Regions from separate parts of the Mus musculus genome. Here region 2 is linked to region 1. The links are chromatin contacts, called in public HiChIP or PLAC-seq maps. All regions are on one chromosome and are shown on one strand. The core of a region is the stretch at or near the end of the contact, and the rest is flanking DNA. Distances in the headings are between cores, read along the strand shown. Region 1 holds the start of Selenow (selenoprotein W). Region 2 holds the start of Zbtb45 (zinc finger and BTB domain containing 45).

The links. HiChIP or PLAC-seq counts read pairs in DNA pulled down with a chosen protein or histone mark.
Region 2: an H3K4me3 HiChIP or PLAC-seq map of stem cell-derived neural progenitor cells shows a contact between it and region 1, with 30 times the contacts expected there. The contact joins the promoter of Zbtb45 here to the promoter of Selenow in region 1. A contact is called at or near these places in 4 of 39 promoter capture datasets (cranial neural crest, hippocampal neurons, maxillary cranial neural crest and 1 more), 2 of 115 datasets of contacts at active chromatin or transcription factors (astrocytes and stem cell-derived neural progenitor cells) and 1 of 9 other capture datasets (embryonic stem cells).

What each region holds. Positions count from the first base shown.
Region 1 is chr7:15,920,607-15,924,327 of GRCm38.p6, forward strand. It overlaps Selenow (selenoprotein W), which reads right to left and starts at 1,765. Exons shown (of 6, transcript NM_009156.2): 1 at 1,646-1,765. The coding sequence starts at 1,674.
Region 2 is chr7:13,007,984-13,011,704 of GRCm38.p6, forward strand. Zbtb45 (zinc finger and BTB domain containing 45) reads right to left here and starts at 1,869. Exons shown (of 3, transcript NM_001360833.1): 1 at 1,653-1,869; 2 at 1-346. The coding sequence starts at 346.

The DNA of each region.
Region 1 (3,721 bases), core at 515-3,014:
AGGTAACAAAGACCCTCAAAAGAGGGGAAGATGTGCTCATCACACAGAGAGATGTGTGCGACAGTGCGAAGATACATAGAAAGCCCACCCCAAACAAAAGAGCCAAGATGGAGAGGCGGGATGGCAAAGAGATCACAGGTTCCACATAGAGATGCCAATGGGGAGGGAAGCAGGGAAGTAAATTAGGACAAATGCTGCCTCAGTAGAATCTCACCCACCCACTCCCTCCCCCGCCTGGCTGTCACTCAGGAATCCAAGCTCTCTCCAGCACCCAGTACAAAACATAAGCTCCCCAACCCCATGTCCCCTACCTCAGGCCATTTTGGGCCTGGAATCTGGTGCAGTGGCCTCATGGGAGCCTCAATTTATCAAAGCAGGCTGTTGAAAGACATCCTGATAACTAGGGCCTGATCAGACCCCTCAAGGGGGTTGGGAGGGAGGAGGCCACACCCAGCTAGGTGGACCACGGACCCCAGATTCAAGTTACAGGGTTATCGGTAGTAGGACCTCAGGCTGGCCCTGCCTCATTTCCAGCCTCAGTTTCCTCCCCTGTAAGATGGAGACAGAATGGCTGGAGAGCCCCTCAATGGACTTCAGGGGTGCAGAATCCATTCAGCAAGCACTTTTCAATCACTTACTGCAAGCCAGCTGATTATCAGATGCAGATGGAGGAAAAAGTCATCAAGAGAAAATGGCTGGTCTTTCTACGCCTGCCTCTAGCAGGGGCACAATTAATAGCGCTGGCAGGTAACTAACCAACATCATCACCTCCTTCACACTACAGAAGGGGAAACTGAGGCCAGAAAAGAACTGGGGTTAACAGCACCGGCACTCACTGATCAGAAACCAGTAAGAGTTTTTTGTTTTGTTATTTGTATTGCTGGGAACCGAACCCAGGATCTGGTGCATCTCATGCAAACACTCTACCACTGAGCTACACCCTCACCCTACAATCTATCCTATATTACTTTTTCTTTTCGGGGCACAGGGTCTTACTACATCACCCCGGTTGCCTCTAACAAGCAGCTTAGCTGGCCTGGAACTATCTACCTGCCTCTACTTCCGAATGCTGGGATTAAAAGTGTGCATCAACACCACCACTCCGTGACTCAGTTCGCCCTTTTCATGTACACACTGGGAGGTGCGACCACTGTTAACTCACACTACAATCCAGGTACGGGACATCCCCAGACCTCCCAACAGCGCTTATGAGTAAACCCCCAACTACACCACACCTTGTATTCTCTAACTCATGCCGCTCAGTGAGGGGGAAGGGAAACAGCCTGTCGGGAAGGAAAGGTCCCCAGAGAAACCCGATGCTACCCTTCCCCTCCCCTCAGCGCTGAGTCACGTGTTCAAAGTGGCCCCAAGTATCAGTTTCCATTTTCACTGGTGAGATGTCACTCAGATGTCAGATGCCAGGGATCGGGCTCAAGTCTCTGTTACCTCCATCCCACCCGCTTGGAAATCCCTCCCTTTGGGTCTGAAATACAGTCATCGTACTCGGTTACCAGACCCTGGTAGATAGGGGGAGGGGCAAAGAAAAGGGTGGGAGAGGGTCTCCTGGCACAAAGGTTGGGGAGCAGAGAAAGGGCACAACGAGCCGGGAGCAGGAAAAGGGGGAACTGCAGTCACCCGGACTTACCAATACACGACTCGAACGGCGAGCGCCATAGCTGCACGTCGCATCCCCGCACAACACGAGGACCCGACCCACAAGCAACAAGGACCTCAAGCTCTGAGCGTGGGGCCGTGCGCACAGCCGACTGCCTCACGAGTCAGAGCAAACCAAGTGCGGGGGTGGAGAGTGGGCAGAGCTACGGGAGGACCGAGGTTCCGGAGCACGGCGGGGTCTGTGGCCAGGGGCGCGAACCTCAACGCAAGACTCCATGATATCTTGATATCTGGGGTTCTCTTGATATCTGGGGTTGTCTCCATAGACAGCGTCTCTGGGACCAGTAACCTGAGAGCCCCTCGCCGTCCCTTCTCTATGCCATAATGGTTCAGTCCTCAGGGCGGTGGCTCGAGGCAGAGAATTGGTTGAGACTGAAGTTCAGTTACAGAGTGGCTGAGAGGGGCAGGGCAGGGAAATCGACGCATTGGGAGACAGGCAATTGGGATGGATCCCTCCTCCCCAGCGCTAACTGGACCAGACTAAATGAACCTTAGGTCTGGAAAACTGAAACTAGGAGTCCCAGTGTGCGCTTTAGGTCCAGCTGTCTCACCACCGACAGACCCCCTGCGCACCCCCAAAACCATGCAACCCCTCTTTTTGCGCCTTCCCGCTCCCTTCCAGCTGCCTTCCAGCAGAAGGATATATAGAAAGTCCTGGAATGGGGCTTGGACTGTAGCGCAGTTGGTAGAGAACTTGCCTACCATGTATAAAGCCCTAGTTTGGGTCCCTAGCACACTGTTATCTGGGGGCTGTGGTACAAGCCTGTAATCCCAGCATTTGGGAAGAAGAAACTGAAGGACTGAGTTCAAGGTTATCCTTGCTACACAGGGAGTTTGACGCTAGTCTGGGCTACATGAGCAGTTGTCTCGAAACAAAAAATCCAGGCGTTGCCTTTAATGCCAGCAGTCAAGAAATCTCTGTGGGTTCGAAGCCAGTCTAGCCTACGTAGAGCGTTCCAGGACAGACATGAGAGACCGTCTCAAGGGGGAGAAAAAGGTAAAAGTGGACAAAATATTTGAGTTTAGGATTCCTGAGCCTCACTTTCTCCTCCTTGAAAGCTGGACAGATAACAGGAGATAGTCATTCCCACAGAATTTTTTTGCTCTCTAGTTTCTTATCCTCCACACCCTATGAACAAACGGCAATGGCATGCCCACCCCCTCCCTCCCCTCTCTCTACTTTCCCACCACCACCACCACCACCACCAAGGATGGCTCACCAGCAGAGATGTTTATCTGTCACCTGACTTCTTTAATTGACTTCAACCGGCTATCCCCGCCAATGGTTAACTAGGGACCAAATAAGGAAATTTTCCCACCTAGCCCTCTGGTTCCCCATCAGTACCCTACCCTGCACACAGATGATGGGCTGTGATTCTACCCACAGAAAAATGAAATTTGAATCATTCACTCCCCATTTGACTTCATAGGAGTGCGTTGGCAACTGAGGATTCAGAGGCCTAAAAGCAGTAAGAAAACTGTATTTCCCTAAAAGGATGCTTGTTCATGCACTTGGACTCCTGGAAAGAATGAGAGCCAGAATCTGCTGTGTGTGGTGGGGAGAACTCAGTGAAGATAACCAGGAACCTTCTGTGTCCTCGTTGGGCATCTCCAACAGGCTAAATTCAGTGTCGCAGCCTCTCTGTCTCGAGACGGAGGACCTGTGACCACAGTCTGAAAAGGAATAAAGAGTCAGTCTGGAAGAACCAGGAACAGAGACTGAGTCAAGGGTCAAGAATAAATGTTCCACAGTCCCGAGTTTTCCTGTGGTTCCCAACACCCTTGGAACAAAATCCCAAACCTTAGCATGGATGGCCCCTCTGACCCTTTCTCCCAACACCCCAGTGACAGGGACCACTGGGACCTTAGCCACATTCTTGTCTCAGGGCCTTCACACATGCTGATTTAGCCCTCTCACCCCGAGTCCTGCTTTTCCTCCAAGAATCAGCTGCAACCATGGAGGAAAAACAATTCTTTCTGGAAAAAGTCTGCTTTGTGTTCGACACAAGTTGTACCAGTTTATTTGCCCTTACAAAGTGCCCTAACC
Region 2 (3,721 bases), core at 619-3,118, 2.9 Mb before region 1:
CAATGACGGTCTGGATGCGAAGCACCGACGCTGCAGTGAGTACCTGCAGCGCTTCGCCCTGTGCCACCACCAACGAGCCGCTGTAAAGGAACTCGACCAGCTGGCGCACTGTCTGCGCAGGCACCACTGGTGGCACACGAATCTCTGAGTGGCCGAGCAGCAGTTTATCCTGAAAGAAGGGTGAGCCAGCGGCCAGCACACAGCGGTGAGCACGCAGAGAAGCCTCACGGATGCGCACGGTCACATCACAGAAGTGACCGCCTAGCCTCTGCCCATTGAGGGTCTCCAGTAGTGAGCGCGAAAAGTTCTGTAGGTGGATGTGGTGCACTGCCTCTGTGGCTGCCATCTGCAAGAGGAGGAGACAATGCGGATGGCTGTTTTCTTTTCTAGTCTACCCTAGTCAGATTTCCATATCCTAGTACCACGAAGGCCCCAAGCAGATCTATGACTACCTCAAGAACCAGGTCCCATTAACTACTGTTATGTGGAGGTTTTCAGAAGGGTGGGGAGGCAACTTGCCTCCTGGCCGAATCATTTAGGAACACCCCTTGAGGCTGAGGATTTGTGCCTGCCATACCCAAGGGAAGCAAATAAACAGTACATATAACAAGGCCTTTGCAACCTTGTTTCTTCTTTGCATCACCTGAGAGGTGCTAACTTTGGGCTTTGAAAATGCACCAGTGATGTGAAAGGCCAGCAAGCTGAAATTCAGTGTTGTTTAGCAATCCCCATAGTTCTTATGAACCCGAGACTATCATCCTGGCACTAATCATACTGAGGGAAGACAGATTCTTCCATCACACACACACACACACACACACACACACACACACACGCACACGCACACACACACACACACACACACACACACACACGCCCTCCGCAAAGGAGCTGGGAATCAGAATTGTCAGTTAACCCATCAAGCAAATATCTCCAGGTCTCTGGGCCTGTTTCCTTATTCAGCAAACAAGGGTGTTTCCCTTGGATCAGATTGCATACACTGCTCTAAGGGAAGAGAATCAAGATTCAGGATTCGCCCTGACCACCAGCCTGTCTCTCTAGGACAGACCCAGAGCAGGGCCCCATTTAATCCTGCCCCTTACAAAAGGACTACTGAGATCTCAGACTCAACGATTCTAGATCCTTAACACAAAAACACCCTTCCCTTTCTCTCGGAGTATTGCACACATTGTGTCAGTTACCACTGGCCTGGCCTACTGGAAGTCGCCATGCAGGGTCCCTTCCACACTCCCACCTCCAGGCCTTTCCCTCACGTGGCCGCCAGAGGGAGCCTGCGAACCGGGTTTATCTGGGACCTCTATGATGATGAATTAATTCTTCAAACCCACCAAGGCTTTGAACCTGTCTCTGCCAAGCGGCCTCCTTTTTCAAATAATATGCCAACCCATAACTCTTCCTCAACCCCATCCATACCCTACTTCTCGAACGCCCGGACTCCTCAGATGCAGCAGAACCTTCCTGAATGCCTCAGAACAAAGGCACACTCTCCCACATCTCCTACAGCATTCTCGCTACAACTCCCTCACCCATGCCATGCACCTTGTTCCATCAGCCTGTCTCACTCCCACCCTATCTATGCCAGAGTCCCCTTCAGGCCCGCTACATCTACCCCCAGTTTCCCGCCTCCGCACCCTGCCCCGATCCTGCAGCGCCCTCTTGTGTTCGCAACGTGCACACCGATCCTCACGCAGGCGTGCCGCTCCTGGCACGCCCCAGCCTTCTCTGGGACTCTGAGGCAGGGGGATGCCCGCTCGACCCCACCTCCGACTCCTCAGGCAGCAGGTCCTGCAGGTCCTCCTGCTTGTCAACTTGAAGGCCGCACTTCCGGGCGCTGAAGCGGAACAGATAGCCTCGGCACAGGCGGAACGATAGTCGGGAGCACGTTTCCGGTGTTCCTCTTTAGACTAGGCAGTCGTTGAGCAGAACTTCCGGTCTGGTCCGCGCCACAACCAAAATCGCAGAAGCTGGGGACCGAAGAGCTGGGGATCAGTAGGCAGAAGGAGCAGGAGTCCGTCGTCTCCAGGCTGATCCGAGCGAGCTGTCAATCACTCCTCGGGCCACGCCCTCAGTACTCTCAGCGGGTCTGGAGAGGGCGCTGGATGGAATCCAGAGGCTTTTTTTTTTTCTCCCAGGTGGCTTTTCTCTTACACGGGAAAAGTTTCTCTCTCTCTCTCTCTCTCTCTCTCTCTCGATTTATTTATTTTCTATTTATTTTATGCGAGTACATTATTAACTCTCTTCAGACACACCAGAAGAGGGCATCAGCTCCCATTACCGATGGCAGTGAACCGCTGAGCCATCTCTTCAGCCCCGAGAAGTTTCTCTTGAGTCACTTCTGCTCGCACCCCAGATGAAGAAGCTTTGCAGAGCTTCCCTGCAGTCATCTAAAGAACACAGGCCCACCTTCCCAAGGAAGCCTCCTCATTCGGTGCTCCCACCTCACCCCACCCAGACTCTCGGGAATTCGCTGCTCTATAAATGAATGGTTGAAGAACCCCAGCTTGGCCACAGATCAGAATAGAATGTAGGACACGAAGTGGGCTCGGAAGTAGTCAGATACCAAGGAGCAGGGACTAAGTGCGTAGAGGGAGAGAACAGCCAGAGAGTTGTCCAAGCGGGGCTCCTACGTGGTCCTTTTGTTGTCCAAGACACCCATGAACCAAACCTCTCAAGTGGTGGGTTGGCCTTCCCTTCCCCTCTGTTCTTGGGGCAATCAATCAACCACTATGTAAGGCAAAAGAGAGGCATAGAGCTCTGGGCCTCCGTGTGAATGGTACTGAGGAATCTAGTGGGTGGTGCCGCATGAGGAAGATGTCAGGATGTTTTGTTCCCCATCCTGGACCCATGCTGGGTAGCTGTGTTGTATGTGTGTTTGAAAGTCTGGGGAAGCCAGGCGGTGGTGGCGTATGCCTATAATCCCAGCACTTGGGAGGCAAAGGCAGGAGGATCTCTGAGTTCGAGGCCAGCCTGGTCTACAAAGTGAGAGTTCCAGGATAGCCAAGACTATACAGAGAAACCCTGTCTCGAAAAACCAAAAAAAAAAAAAAAAAACAAAAAAAAAAACCTCAGAGGTTGAGGCAGGAGCGTCAGAAGTTCAAGGTCACCCCCCAGATATCAGAGTTGAGCCCAATCTGGGTTACATAGGATGCTATAGGAGGGGGGGGACCCTCAAAATTTAACAGCTAGGAATGCTTGTAATCCTATTACTTGAGAGGGAGAAGCTGGACGAATGGGAGTTTAAGACAGCCTCAACCATAAGAACCTGCTTAGCAAAACAAAACAAAAACAATAAAAAACACCCAAGTAAATGAGCTGGGACAATTGCTTGCATGCATGAGATCCTGGGTTGAAATAATTAATAGCAGGCTAGAGAGATGGCTCAGCAGTTAAGAGCACTGACTGCTCTTCCAGAGGTCCTGAGTTCAACTCCCAGCAACCACATGGTGGCTCACAACCATCTGTAATGGGGTCTGATGCCTTCTTCTGGTGTGTCTGAAGACAGCTACTGTATACTCATATATACATTAAGGAAATAAATCTTTTTAAAAAGAGAGAGACAGAGGGGAAGGAAGGAAGGAAGGAAGGAAGGAAGGAAGGATGGATTAACAGCAAAATGACAAGCATAATGGTCTGGCACCTTTATCTCTTAAGATTCTTAGCCCAAGAAAGAGATCTTGCGGGCTGGAGAGATGGTTCAATG